Regions from separate parts of the Mus musculus genome. Here region 2 is linked to region 1. A link is a contact called in public promoter capture Hi-C data. All regions are on one chromosome and are shown on one strand. The core of a region is the stretch at or near the end of the contact, and the rest is flanking DNA. Distances in the headings are between cores, read along the strand shown.

Region 1 (2,700 bases), core at 65-2,564:
CTCTATCCTTACCAAAAGCAGACAGCACTAGCAACAAGAACGCCCTAGATGCAGACAGGAGGAAAATGGCGTCTTATTTTGATCTCTTTGCCAAGGATCGCTTGCTTCCCATAGAAAACTGTGTATATGAAATCAGCACAGATCAGTGTGTGGTGTCCAAACGGCTTTATTTACTTTTTAAAAAAAAGATTTAATTAATTAATTAATTAATTAATTAATGTATGTGAGCCCCATTACAGATGGTTATGAGCCACCATGTGGTTGCTGGGAATTGAACTCAGGACTTCTGGAAGAACAGTCAGTGCTCTTAACTGCTGAACCATCTCCCCAGCCCCCCCACCCCCTTCTTTTTAACACTCAGGGTGGTTGAACATTTGTTAATTAGCATTTAATTTCCTTTTCATAGACTTTAAAATTTATTAAGGATATTTTTGTTTTTGAATTTTTTTTTTTTGTCTAATATGCCCCTACTTTGTAAATCTGCCAATACTTTCCTTTTCAACATATTGTTTGGATTTTTAAAAATTTGTTATTCAGAAAGTTATGTTCTAGTCATAATTTTTTTATGTCTTTTTAATATTTAATTTTTTTTAAAAACTCTGTTTTACATGGTGTATGTTGTATGAGAAAACCTTCCTCGAGATTCTTCCATGAAGCATACATGGAAAGGCAGACTTTGTTTGACACAGGCTCAGCAGTGTGTGGTGGAGACACAGACCGTAGACCACGTGTCCCATTGAAGTAGGTATGAAGGACAGCTTTAAGAGGTTGGGGAATACCTTTAATGCAGAGCAAAAAAATAGACTTTCATGCAGACAGACTTTCAGGCAGCTGAAATGTCCTTGAAAAGCAATTAAAAAACGTAAGGTGACTTACGTTTGAAGGTCAAAAAAGAAGTGTTTTTGAAAGAAGCTGAGTTCCAGTGCTTGCCTATGGGCACGAAGCCCTGGGCGGGTTGGATTCCTGGCACCACAGAAATAAAATCAATCAAGAGAAGCCATTTTATAGGCTCGTGCTATTGGAATGTCAGAGGTGCTTGCTCTAAGCATGTCGCGGTCCAGGCATCGAGGAGCTGTCCCTGAGCTGTCCCTCCTGCTTCCCACCTTGCTCTTGCCAGCCTTCCGGCAAGAATCCCTTTTCCCTCCAGAATTATCTTCTCTAGGCCCAAAGTTGGAAGGAAAAAATTGGTTCTTCCTTGAAATTACCAAATAGGCCCAGAAATGTACCCAGCAGGACCCATAGGCAGGGGATACTCTGTGCCTGCCCCAGACACCTCACGGTGTTGGGCTGGCATTGGGCACTTGCCCCTGGAGTCAGGAAGGGAATCACACTGAGGCCTCATGGGCCCACACCACTCAGTGGGACAAGTTCCTCACAGTGCTGGCAGTGGAAGAATGGGAGGCCCTGATCAGCTGTTCTTCCAGATGGCTCTACTCAAAAGTTCAGTTTTCATTTATGCCAAGGTCAGGCCACCTCCCTGGGGTGGATTGGCCTTCCCGGCTTCTTTATCTTGAGGCTTCTCTGTCACATCTGTGCTGCCTTCAAAGTGATGGGTGCCACTTGTAGTTTCTCAGGGCCTGCTGAGCAAAGCTGGCTGGAACCAGGAATGGGAGGGGGAAGGGAGGAGACTAGTAGTCCTCCCTCACCCCACCCTAGCCCTGTGCTTGGAAAGAGAGGCACAGGTCTGAGATGTGGAAACCACACTGGCTGAGCACGAAGAGCTGGAGTCCACAAACATTGCTTGCTTATCCCTTGCAGCCGTGGGACCCTCTTGTCAAACTCACCTTTCTGTCTGGTTTCTGGAATAATGGCAAGAGACTTCCTGATAGAAAGAGACTTCTCTCCCTCTCTCTCTCTCTCTCTCTCTCTCTCGTTACATGAACTTGTTTGGGTACAAGACATGTATGCATGTGCTTGTATGCAGAGGTCAGAGGTCAACATTCAGTGTCTTCCTTGATCTAGATCTACCTTACCTTAAGTTTTGAGATAGGGTCTCTCACTGAACCTGAGACACCTCAGGTAGACTAGTCATGGGTTTCAGGGATCCCCCCTCTCTCTGCATATAGTGCTGAGATTTCAAACACCCATACACCTGCACCAGCTTTTCACATGAGTGCTGGCCTCAGTCTTCCTGCTCTGAGACGTCTCCATAGTACCCGCTTTGTTAACTCTTAGCGACTCTCCAGACTGCCTGCCCAATAGCTGAATGACAGTCACCTTGCCTTTGAATATGTGAGGAAATCCCTTGACCGTGGATTTCTATTTGGTGCTCTCCCCACATTTGCTCTGTGACTGACACTGGTAACCCTGCCTGACTGGAGGCTTTTTATTAATGGAGAGTTACTTAGCAAATACGAATACATAGAGGAACAAGCAAGGTTGACCAAAGTTGTACTTTTCGAGCTCAGATCTTCATGCACTTTAGAGGGAAGATACCAGACTCAACCTAAATTTTGCCTCTGTTCATTTTCTTTTCCTGTCGGTGGTAAAAATAGAATTGAGTCAATGAATGATATTCTGAGGGGAATCTTAAAAAAGCAAATCAGAAGAATGTACAGCTGCTGAGAAAAGCAGTATGGAAATTTGTCACAGTGTATAAATTAGGGTTGGTGAGATGGCTCAGTGGGTCAAGGTGTGTATGTTGCTGAGCCTGCAACTCACTGTGGCTTGTGGCGCTCAGAGTTCCACTTCCCTGCACCA
Region 2 (2,700 bases), core at 30-2,529, 97 kb after region 1:
GGAACAGGGATTAGTAGGGTAAATGTGAGCTGGTTCAAATGGGGATTTTTGACTGAAATATGCTGGGTTTTGATGGAATGGGTGGGTGCAGGGGTTTGTGTTTGTTGTATGCCATGAGCCTATGCACTGATTCAAAATGGATCAGTTAGTGCTTATAAATTGTAGCTCATAAATATTTATTGAACAAAATGGAAAAAAAAAAACAACCTAAATGGTCCTAGAGAACTTCTTGGGTTCTTTCACTTATTATTTTTTTTTAATGCATGCAGCCTGGTGGAACTTAGAGCACCCAGTCTTCTGTGGTTTTCCCACAGCAGAGGAGGTGCGATGGCTCTAAGCCCCGTCCTTCCACCTCATGGGCAGTGTAGAGATGGGCAGAGGCTCTCCTGGGCTTCCCATGTCTCTACCACACACGGTCTCAGCACAGACAGCAGCCTTCTCTACTGCTGACTCCCATCCGAACTTTAGTGGTTTGTTCCAGAAGGGAGGACTACAAATAAGTAAGACTTTTCCAGTCAGTGCCAACACAAGGGGGAGAGTTCTCTGAGTCAGTTCTCCACATTTGTGTCTTTTTGTTTTCCTCAGATCTACCAGTAGCCAACAGTTCATCAGAGGGAGGAGCCCACAGAGCTCCTCCCCAGTCCACAGTTGACTGAGTACAGGCTCAGTCCTGGGCAGGCCCAGAGCAGGCAGCTGAAGCTGAGACCAGAGTTGCAATGGTCATGTCACATGCAGAAGAGGATATTTCCAGACCCTTTTCCCTACCTTCTGGCTCTTACATTCTTTCTGGTTCCTGTTCCTCTGTGTTCCCTAAGCCTTAGAGGGTGGCTACAAATGTGCAGTTTAGGGTTGAGCACTCCTCTGTCACTAGTTCTCAGCATCCTCAACATCCATGAATCTGTAGTCAGCTTCATTGCAAAGAGAAGTGATTAAGGCTGAGAACAGCATTTGTCCTGGTGCCAGGCAACTGAAAGATTGCTGAGTTTCTTCTTTTCTAGTGATGAGTATGTTTATGTACCCTGAGAGTAATACCTCACACTTCTTAGCACTTTATAGGCATAATCTGCATCACATACAACTCCCCAGTGTAAATCATTCTCTTATCACCCACAGAGTACATGGTGAGAGGCACGGTCAAGCAATATCCCTGAAGTATCACAGATTGCAAGTATTTAAATTCAGACTCAGGGTCTAATGATGAGGCCAGGGCCTGCCCTCTGCCCTCTGCCCTCTGCCCTCTGCCCTAGTGTGCTGCTGTATTCAGAGAGGCTAGTTTGCTCTAATAGCCCTCTGCAAGGGAGGTGGTTCATGCTTTCTTTACAAGTGAGCCAAGGGGTTCAGGATAGTTAAACACCCCTGCAAGGCCACAAATCTGGACCTTGGAAGAACCAGGGCTCAATCCCAGTGACTCAGCCATACCCTTGGCCAATCATCTACAGCTTTTAAAGCCAGGAGGTGACGCTAGTTGCTCTCAAGGTTGTGTAGTACTGCTCAAAAGCAGCGTAGTTTTGTGTAAAAACAAAAAACAAAAAACAAAAAAACAAAAAAACAACAACAACAACAAAAAAAAAACAGATGCAATTGCCTGCCCATCCTGAACAAACCAACATGCCCCAGCCATGAAGAGCTGGCATCCTTGTCCCTGGCCACCATTAGTTGGTCAGCTTCATGTGAGTCAGCACCAGTGGCTGGCACCAGCTCCTGCGGCCCAGTCAGATCTCTCAGCCCACACAAGGCCCTAGCAGATCCCCGCTCCACCTGCCTGTGCAGACCGTTCCGTTCCCTTGGAATCCTGCCGCACATTTGCACGAGGCTTTGCCATCTGGATCGAGAAGGCAGCTGCAGTGGGGAAGGGCAAACGGCATTTTCAGAGAAACACGATGTTCTACGTATGACTTACTCCCTTTCAGCCCAGCATCCAGCCCCCAACCAACGAAGCAATCGAGGCTCTGCTTACTGTCTGAGGGGACGGTCGCTTCCTGCCATGATCCCACCACAGCCAGTGAAAATCACATCCAATCCAGCCAAACCTCACAGCATGCATAGAAGGAGCAGTCACTCATCTTTACAACGCTACCCATGAGCTTTGCTGAGATTTGGGCTTATTCATGTCATCCACAGGGTGTGGTGAGACAACGGCCCCTGAGGGTCAGTGCAATTATTATTCCCATTTATAAATGAAGAAACTGAGACTAGGAAGAAGGAAAGAAGTGACACCAGGTCACATGATGGCTGAGAGTGCAGGAGGATGACCATGGGTTCAGGTCTAACCCCAGCTACTAGGTGTTTCATTAGTTTACAGGAGGATGTGCCCTATGGCAGTTAGGGACCAGAAGCTACATTAGGCTCAGCTAGGGACTGGAGGCAAGATTTACTGAAGCCAGTGCCCCCTCTGTGTAAGAAACCCTGTGGTATGGGCTAGGGTGACCACTGGCACTCTTGTCATAGCTAGGTAAGTCACTGGCTGCTTGTTGACCATGCTGATCTGGCTAACTGATGGTAGTTTCTTCAGAGATCTTCAGTTTCTACTTCAAATCTATCCTATATTCTCTTAAAAGGTATCAGGAAAACACTTCCTCCAGCATAGGAGTGAGAAATACTGAGTTTGTGTGGTTCCCAGAGGTCAGAGGACACTTACTTGGCACTGGTGTGGCAGGTCCCATTGCAGTTGTCTGTTGTGATCTCTGAAAAGGAAGATCA

The links. Capture Hi-C pulls out chosen DNA fragments and counts their contacts.
Region 2: a contact with region 1 is called in a promoter capture Hi-C map of liver. The contact joins two enhancer-like sites. A contact is called at or near these places in 2 of 39 promoter capture datasets (hippocampal neurons and liver), 3 of 484 Hi-C or Micro-C datasets (cortical neurons, forebrain and liver), 1 of 115 datasets of contacts at active chromatin or transcription factors (bone marrow-derived macrophages) and 2 of 9 other capture datasets (adipose tissue and liver).

The regions. Positions count from the first base shown.
Region 1 is chr10:86,792,252-86,794,951 of GRCm38.p6, forward strand. All of the region lies in intron 1 of Nt5dc3 (5'-nucleotidase domain containing 3), which reads left to right. Among named protein-coding and RNA genes, the nearest start is that of Nt5dc3, 15 kb to the left of the region's middle. Within about 2 kb of position 1,315, at least 39 of the 459 cell types and tissues checked have an H3K27ac peak or open chromatin away from gene starts, as enhancers often do. A contact at or near this core is called in cortical neurons, hippocampal neurons and liver, where this site is marked.
Region 2 is chr10:86,888,967-86,891,666 of GRCm38.p6, forward strand. It overlaps Stab2 (stabilin 2), which reads right to left. Exons shown (of 69, transcript NM_138673.3): 40 at 2,639-2,684; 41 at 1,763-1,839. Among named protein-coding and RNA genes, the nearest start is that of Gm16271, 82 kb to the right of the region's middle. Within about 2 kb of position 1,280, at least 33 of the 459 cell types and tissues checked have an H3K27ac peak or open chromatin away from gene starts, as enhancers often do. A contact at or near this core is called in cortical neurons, hippocampal neurons and liver, where this site is marked.